Regions from separate parts of the Mus musculus genome. Here region 1 is linked to region 2. The links are chromatin contacts, called in public Hi-C maps. All regions are on one chromosome and are shown on one strand. The core of a region is the stretch at or near the end of the contact, and the rest is flanking DNA. Distances in the headings are between cores, read along the strand shown. Region 1 holds the start of Naxe (NAD(P)HX epimerase). Region 2 holds the start of Ssr2 (signal sequence receptor, beta).

Region 1 (4,320 bases), core at 1,647-4,146, 520 kb after region 2:
AGAGCTTGACGAGCGTACACAAGGCCATCAAGGGAAGAAGGAAAGGGCTGCTCCACCTATAGCACCAGGCCAACTTGAAACAAGCTAGAGTTATCTGAAAGGAGGGGACCTCAACAGAAAATGCCTCCATAAGATCCAGCCGCAGGGCATTTCCTTAGTTAGCATTGGGTGGTGTACCTAGCCCACTGTGGGTGGTGCCATGCTTGGCTGGTAGTCTTGGGGTCTATAAGAAAGCAGGCTGTTCAAGCCATGATGAGCAAGCCAGCACACCTCCATGGCCTCTGCCTTATTTGAGTTCCTCTTCTGATTTTCTCGAGGATGTACTGTGATGTGGAAGTGTGAGTTAAATGAGCCCTTTCCTCCTCACCTTACTTTGTGGTCATGAATCATCACAGCAATAGTAACTCTTTAACTAAGACAAGCATCGTGCCTTCAATCCAGCCCAGTAATAAGAAAGAAGTGGAGGAGATCTTTTAAAAGTACACTATGAAGCCAGGCATAGTGGTGCATTCCTTTAATCTCACCACTTGGTAGGCAGATAGAGGCAGATCTCTGTGAGTTCAAGGCCAGCCTGGTATACATAGTGAGTTCCAGGACAGCCGGAGCTCATGGTAGGACCCTGCCTCAAAAACAAATAAAAAAATCACACAAAATAGCACACCCCTCCAAAATAGTACTCTATAGGAGTGGCTCTATATCTCTATTTGTCTGTCTGTCTATATCCATATCATTTCTGTTCATTAGTGGTGAACATTTAATTAAATGGCCACTCTTACTGGCTGGAGGGAGACGGAAGAATGCTGGGTTTTGTTGTGCCACTCCACAAAGATATGAATATCAGGATCTGCTAGGGAAGGAGAATGGGTTTAGAGGAGCAAATGATGGTGTCTGCCACACAAGAATGTTGCTATTGCCGGGCGTGGTGGCAAACGCCTTTAATCCCAGCACTCGGGAGGCAGAGGCAGGTGAATTTCTGAGTTCGAGGCCAGCCTGGTCTACAGAGTGAGTTCCAGGACAGCCAGGGCTATACAGAGAAACCCTGTCTCGAAAAACCCAAAAAAAAAAAAAAAAAAAAAAAAGGAATGTTGCTATTGCGTCAGGCCCCTAGCCAACCTCCTTAATCTGATTGAATATTCTTATCTATGATAGGCTAAAAATACACTAGGGGTTTGGCAGAATTAAGAAAACCTGAAAGGTTGCATGCTGGCAATAAAGGGGAGGCAGCGATTGTAGAAACAGCTCTCATTGGTTGTCTCCTGAGTTCTGTGGATGGGATATTTTCTGTATTGTTCTATAGTCACAGCCCATCAGAATGAAATCAACAGGATAAGTTGCAGAAGGCTGTAAGGTCAGCCTGCTGAGATCCCAGCTCCACCACCAGCCATCATTATCACTGGGCAGGTGGGCAGGTCTTCCTTTTTTTCTTTTTTAATTAATCTTTGAAACGGGAATACTAAGGTTGCTATGAAGTGAGGTGGTTCATGTTAGCACCTGGTATGTGTAAGTGCTTAACATATTATCTATGCCAAATAAACATATTTCACATTGTGTTTTAGAAATGAATCTTCAGGGCTGGAGAGATGGCTCAGTGTGGTTAAGAGCACTGGCTGCTCTTCCAGAGGACCTGAGTTCAAATCCCAGCAACCACATGGTGGCTCACAACCACCCGTAACGAGATCTGACACCTTCTGGCGTGTCCTGAAGACAGCTACAGTGTACTCACATATAATAAATAAAGCTTTCCACCGGAACAAGAGGGCCAAGAGCAAGCAGGGGGTCCTGAGTTCAATTCCCAGCAACCACATGGCTCACAACCTATACATAAACAAACAAACAAACAAACACTAAACTTAAATAAAGCCAGCTACAGTGGCTCAGACCCAGAATCTCAGAGGATCAGGGATTTAAAGCCATTTTTGCAACGTAAGACATAAGATCCAAGGCAGCCTAGGCCACATGAGACTGCTTGTACTGCTTGTAGTTCTGGGGACCTGACACCTCTGGTTCCCGAGGGCACCTGTGTGACCGCACATACCCATACTCTGAAACAACTGAAAACAAAATCAGCTGACCAAAAATAAACTAACTAAATATTTTCCAGCAAATCTGTAAGGAGCCTTGAGTAACTCACATGCTAGTGAAATCAGAAAAATAAAGCTGGTGAGGTCCTGCGTAAGACCACAGAACCTTGGACTTGAAGTACAATTACCGGAGTAATCTAAAGTTCCTGCCACTATCACAGCCTTAAAAATTCTATTTTCTACATTACATAAGTAAAACAGACAGGGCAGAGGTCCACAAAACCACTTGAAGAGCAAGGGCACTGACAACCTGTGATTGATCCTCGGATCTTACTCTTTGGATGGAGAGATCGGATGCACAGAAATTGTCCTCTGACCTCTATATGTGCAGCAAGGCACGTGCATGCCTCTTCCCTCCAACCCTTGCATTTTTAAATGTTAAAAACAAACAAGTCGGCATGGTGGTGCACGCCGTTAATCCCAGCACTTGGGAGGCAGAGGCAGGCGGATTTCTGAGTTCGAGGCCAGCCTGGTCTACAAAGTGAGTTCCAGGACAGCCAGGGCTACAGAGAAACCCTGTAAAAAGCAGGGGCAGCGAGAGGTCAAAGATACTAATTTTTAAAAAACTGCGTGCAATCACACCTTTCAGCAAGGAGGCAACAGAACTGCTTCAAGATGGTGGCCAGCCAGGACTGCAGAGGGAGCGAAGCACATCTGTTTGGAACTCTGCGACGCCGGGGAAAGGTGAGAACGCAGGGCGGAACGAAGGTGGGCGGAACGCCTGATAGTCTGGGACTAGGAACGGACGGTTAGATGCAGAGGCTCTGGGGCGGGGCGGGCCCTGCGCATGCGCCGTGCGAGCGGCGCTCTGCTAGTCGAATGTCCGGGCTGCGGACGCTGCTGGGGCTGGGGCTGCTGGTTGCGGGCTCGCGCCTGCCACGGGTCATCAGCCAGCAGAGTGTGTGTCGTGCAAGGCCCATCTGGTGGGGAACACAGCGCCGGGGCTCGGAGACCATGGCGGGCGCTGCGGTGAAGTACTTAAGGTACGGCCGCCCTCTCCCGCGGGGGCGGGGCAGGGCAGGCCGCGGCCCCAGCACCCCAGGGGCGGACTCAGGCCAGGACTTCCCTCAGTCAGGAGGAGGCTCAGGCCGTGGACCAAGAGCTTTTTAACGAGTATCAGTTCAGCGTGGATCAACTCATGGAGCTGGCCGGGTTGAGCTGTGCCACGGCTATTGCCAAGGTAAGCGGCACAGCGAGAAACCTCAGTGAGGTGCAGGTGGGGAGGTCCCCGGCGGTGGCGCACACAGCGGTGACTGCCCTCTGCACTTCTGCCTTCAGGCTTATCCCCCCACGTCTATGTCCAAGAGTCCCCCGACTGTCTTGGTCATCTGTGGCCCCGGAAATAACGGAGGGGATGGGCTGGTCTGTGCGCGACACCTCAAACTTTTTGTAAGTATGTGAACGGAGTTTTTTGTGGCAAGGTATGAAGACTCGGGATCGGAGATTGAATGGCTACTTTCCTTTTCAACTAGGGTTACCAGCCAACTATCTATTACCCCAAAAGACCTAACAAGCCCCTCTTCACTGGGCTAGTGACTCAGTGTCAGAAAATGGACATTCCTTTCCTTGGTGAAATGCCCCCAGAGGTAGGTGGGTTGATGCCTGTTTCTACAGTAAGTACTGCCCCTGTCCTGCCCTTCCCATTTTCAGATCAAGCTGGCCTGCCTAGTGTCTGTCTGCCCTAAAAGTGTTCTCTGAAAAAAAGTGGTGTAGAAGCCCCTCCAGACTGTGTGCTCCACGACTTTCCAGGCACTCCTATTCTGCAGCCAAACAACTCCCACAACATGCATCTAACAATAATCTGGCCCTCAGGGCCTCATCCTGAACCTTTTCTGTAGATGCATGGATTAAAGGGTGGGAAGTCAGAAATTAAAACAAAACAAAAACCAGAAAGCCCCAGCTTATTCTATGGATGAAGACACTGATATGCAGAACAGAACTAGTCTCTTCTGGCTTCCAGTGTCAGGAAGCCTGAGACTGGCAGTCACCCCTTCTCACCAGTGACAGGCAGGTAGGTACTCAGGCCTGGATTCAGACTGTCCTGAATGAGCAACTCCTCTTTACTGTGCCTTAGGAACCAGTTATATACATGCTTCTGTGGTCAGTGGGTGCAGGGACAGGCCTCCCTAGGTGACAGCAGCTCCTGACATCCTTTCCCCTTCCCTCACGCTCCCAGCCCATGATGGTGGACGAGCTGTATGAGCTGGTGGTGGACGCCATCTTCGGCTTCAGTTTCAAG
Region 2 (4,347 bases), core at 949-3,448:
GGTGGCTCACAACCATCCCCAACAAGATCTGACTCCCTCTTCTGGTGTGTCTGAAGACAGCTTCAGTGTACTTACATATAATAATAAATAAATCTTTAAAAAAAAAAAAATAACTGTCACAGTGCAGTGGTGGCGCACACCTTTGATCCCAGTACTTGGGAGGCACATGCAGGTGGATCTCTGTGAGTTTTGAGGACAGCCTGGTCTACACAGCAAGTTTCAGGACAGCCTGGATTATGCAGGAAAATCCTGCCTTGAAAAACCAAAACAACAACAATAATAGTAATAATAATAAAAATAAAATAAGAATAAATAATAATAACTTTCAAGTCAGAAAGCAGACACTAAGAGAAGATGCTAACGTGTTACCCGGGGTCTCCATGGTGACACCCCACTGAATCTGCTTTGAGAGCACCTGAGGTATAGAGCACTTCTTACCCAATGTGTGTGAATACCCAGGTCTGTCTCCAGCAGTGCAAAGAAAAAAAGCACATTCAATATCCATTCATAGCCACAGATACCTTTATATGCCTGCATCTCCCTAATGGAGCTTGGGAGATACAGACAGCCTTACAGCCTGAAGGAAGAAGGCACACTCACTCAGCTGATACTTCATCCTCCCCAGATATATGACAAGAAACAGACCACACATCCAGTCTGTTTGCAGCCCCCTTGATGTTTTCCAGGCAATGTTCCTCCCCCAGCCCTCACCACCCATTAAAAAAAAGGATACGGGGCAATCCGGTCCCATTTGACATTGAGCATACCGGAGACAATGCCGAAGTCTTCTGGAGGGAAGGAATCGTCAGATAATTCCACATCTAATGCAGCGCTGGAAAGCAGAGGAAATAAAGAGTGAGGGACAGGGCTGGCGAGATGGCTCAGCAGTTAAGAGCTCCGACTGCTCTGCCGAAGGTCCTGAGTTCAAATCCCAGCAACCACATGGTAGCTCACAACCATCTGTAATGAAATCTGATGCCCTCTTCTGGAGTGTCTGAAGACAGCTATAGTGTACTTACATATAGTAAATAAGAGTGAGGGACATAAAACTAAGGGAACTGACTGGAAAATCCACCTGCTGGTCAAAAGAAACCCCCATAGTAAGTTGGGCCTGTTTTGAAGAATCCAGATCAAGGCCTGGATTCTGTTGCTCAGAAGTGAATTGCCAAAGGTAATCTTGCTCTAATTCTAGACAGGGGAAGTAAGATATAAATGGAAAAATATATAAAAGGAAAGAACAACAAAAAAGTGCTCATAGGAGCCAGCAGTGGTGGCCCATGCCTTTAATCCCAGCACTCGGGAAGCAGTGTGAGAGACAGACAGATGTCTGTGAGTTTGAGGCCAGCCTGGTCTAAGAGTGGACTCTTCGACAGCCAGTTAAGAAACTCGGCCTTGAAAAACAACAAACAACAAAAAAAGTGATTGTAAGTGAAAGAAGAAAGCTGGGAGTCCGCACCCGAGGTAAGAGGACAGATGTACACTCTGTGTCTGCATTTCCTTTTTCACAAGCTGAATTTATCCCTGCCTTTGAAAGCCTTCTGAGACCCCAAAGTGGTTTCTTGTAATTCACCTAAGGATGTCTTCACCTTCAAAAAGCACCCGACAAAGGTAAGCCCTCTAGTATATTCATTCATTCATTCATTCACTCACTCACACACTGCACTCGATACTGGAGGACTCCAAAAGAGAATTCACTCCCCAACAAAACGTTCTCTATGCCCACGTGGAAACTCGGAATTCAGAAGGAAGCTGGCGAACTCTAGGCCGTTACCTGGAGCCGACGTTGTAGATGTTATACTGCAGGGTCAGGTCCCTCCCTTCCACAGCGTATCTGTTGAGCAATGATTTGGAGGCCAAAAGCCTGGCTCCTTCTTCTGCTTGACTGACGGCTAACAGAGCCAACACCACAACCGCCAGCAGCCTCATCTTTGGAAAAAAGCAAAGTGAGCAATCGACCCAAGCATGGGAAACACTGCCAGCCAGGCAGCCTGTGCGGCGCCACACTCCAGCCCCGCCGCCAGGTCCGCAGCCGCGAGCCCAAGCCACAGCAGTGTGTACCGCGCTGCCGGCCAGGCGGGGTCAGCGGGGACCCCAGCGCTCTTGCGTCTCCCAGACTCACCGTGAGCACCCCAAACGCCTCCCTGGGCCACAGACAACCGGAAAACAACGTCAGCCTCCGAAAGACCGGAAACGGATCTGACCGGAAACCCTGATGTCCCTTCCTGTGCCTTATGGATGTTGTAGTTCTGAAACAAGCCCCACCTTCCCCTTTATGGCGGCTGATACCCCAAAGGAGTTGAGTTACCTAGAGTCCTTGACTCTTTCCTGTGTGTCCTCCAATTTCTTCTCATTAATGCTTACCCCATGGAAAACCCCTCTGTTTAAACTAAAACGAAATAAGCTGCATAGGCACAATTTCAAAGTTCAAAGAGTCGCCGACTTTGTTTTAAGGCTGAAGTAGCTGATATAGCCTTTCCTTGAATTCTTAGATTTCCAAGCTGCTAGTCACTGCCTTATGTAATTAGCACTTTATAGAGACTTCAGACAACTAGTAAACAGGGCCAGAGAGACCCCTCGGCAGGTAAAGGCACTTGCCACCATGCCTGCCCACCTGAGTTTGAATCCTTGGACCCATTTAATAGGGCACCGACAAGTTCTCCTCTGAACTCTACATGTGCACACACACATGTGCATAAACACATGAACATGTAAACATGCTTATAGCACATGTGCAGGAGAGTTCTTCCACATCCCTTCTGTAGCACTCTTACATCCAGGATGGGTTTACTCTGCACCTGCTCTGTGCTCTGGCACTACTATAGATGCTGGTGGGGTGATGAGAGAACCTTCTCCCACTGCGCCTGGCTCTCCTGGGACAGACACCCTATGCTTCTTTTTTTTCTTCTTTTTTTGAGACTGGCCTAGAACTCACAAGAGATCCCTTGGCTTCTATTGTCTAAGTGAAACTAGGATTAAAGGCATGTGTCACCATGCCTGTTGTGTTTATAAAAAGATAAGGAGAGGAAATGTGTTTGGTGGATGTGTGGTAAGGTGTGGGGTTAGGGAATGCCACCGCGGGCTCATGCTGAGGCATCCCTTCCCCCCACCCCCAGGGACTAGCCACAGGACAGTATAGTATAGAATAGTTTATTCAGGGCATGGGAAGAGGAGCTGAGAGTTAGGAGAGAGAGAGAGAGAGGGAGAAGTAGAGGCTGGCCATCAGCTCATGGAAAGAAAGAGTGGAGAGAGAGAGAGAGAAAGAGAGAGACAGAGACAGAGAGAGAGAGAAAGAGAGAGAGAGAGGAGGGGCAAGCAGCCCCTTTTATAGTGAGTCAGGCACACCTGGCTGTTGCCAGGTAACTGTGGGGTGGAGCTTAAACAAAATGCTAACAATGCCTAACCCTTTGATTGACCTACCCCCCATTTTTTGTGGGGAGGGGGTTCTTTATATACCTGAACTCTATGTAGATCAGGCTGGTCTTGAACTCTGAGATCCACTTGCTTCTGCCTTCTGGTGCTGGGATTAAAGGTGTGCGCCATGGCTGCCTGGCTTGATTGACTTCTTACAACTATTTACTTTTTTTTTAGAATACTTTATTATTATGTGTTTGAGTGTTTTGCCTGCATGTACATATGTGCACCATGTGTATGCCCAGTGCTCGAGGAGGTCAGAAAAGACAGCTATCACCTGAGCTAGGAAAAAATCCAATTGCACTTCCTGCTTCCACGTGTTCGCTCTTTTGAGCTCGGTCTCTTGGTCAAGAATACAGGGTGAAGCCCTGTCTCTCAAAAAAACAAAAACCAAACTGTGATGGTTTGTATATCCTTGGACCAGGGAGTGGCACCATCTGAAGGTGTGGCCTTGTTGGAATAGGTATGACCTGGTTGGAATGGGTGTGTCACTGTGGGTGTGGGTATAAGATCCTCACCCTAGTTCCCTGGAAGTCAGTCTTCCACTCGAAGCCTTTGGATGAAGACATAGAACTCTCAGCTCCTCCTGTGCCAGGCCTGCCTGGATACTGCCATGCTCCCACCTTGATGATAATGGACTGAACCTCTGAACCTGTAAGCCAGCCCCAATTAAATGTTGTTTTTTTATAAGACTTGCCTTGGTCATCGTGTCTGGTCACAGCAGTAAAACCCTAACTAAGACACAAACCAAACAGAATAAAGTGTGCTTTGTCCAGACTCTTCAGTTGGAATGGTGATCTTTTTCTTTGAAGACCCAAACTTCTTATTTTTGGTTTTTCTGTGTAGCCTTGGCTGTCTGGAACTTGCCCTGGAGACCAGGCTGGCCTCAAATATACAAAGATCTACCTGCCTATGCCTTTCAAGTATCTAAACTCT

Evidence for each region. Hi-C and Micro-C count contacts between places; a contact is called where the count stands out from the background.
Region 1: a Hi-C map of rod photoreceptor shows a contact between it and region 2, with 4 times the contacts expected there. The contact joins the promoter of Naxe here to the promoter of Ssr2 in region 2. A contact is called at or near these places in 2 of 39 promoter capture datasets (liver and pre-B cells) and 1 of 484 Hi-C or Micro-C datasets (rod photoreceptor).

Annotation. Positions count from the first base shown.
Region 1 is chr3:88,057,071-88,061,390 of GRCm38.p6, reverse strand. It overlaps Naxe (NAD(P)HX epimerase), which reads left to right and starts at 2,896. Exons shown (of 6, transcript NM_144897.3): 1 at 2,896-3,064; 2 at 3,153-3,261; 3 at 3,360-3,470; 4 at 3,554-3,667; 5 at 4,258-4,320. The coding sequence starts at 2,901.
Region 2 is chr3:88,577,459-88,581,805 of GRCm38.p6, reverse strand. It overlaps Ssr2 (signal sequence receptor, beta), which reads right to left and starts at 2,198. Exons shown (of 6, transcript NM_001356317.1): 1 at 2,120-2,198; 2 at 1,772-1,926; 3 at 734-832. The coding sequence starts at 1,926.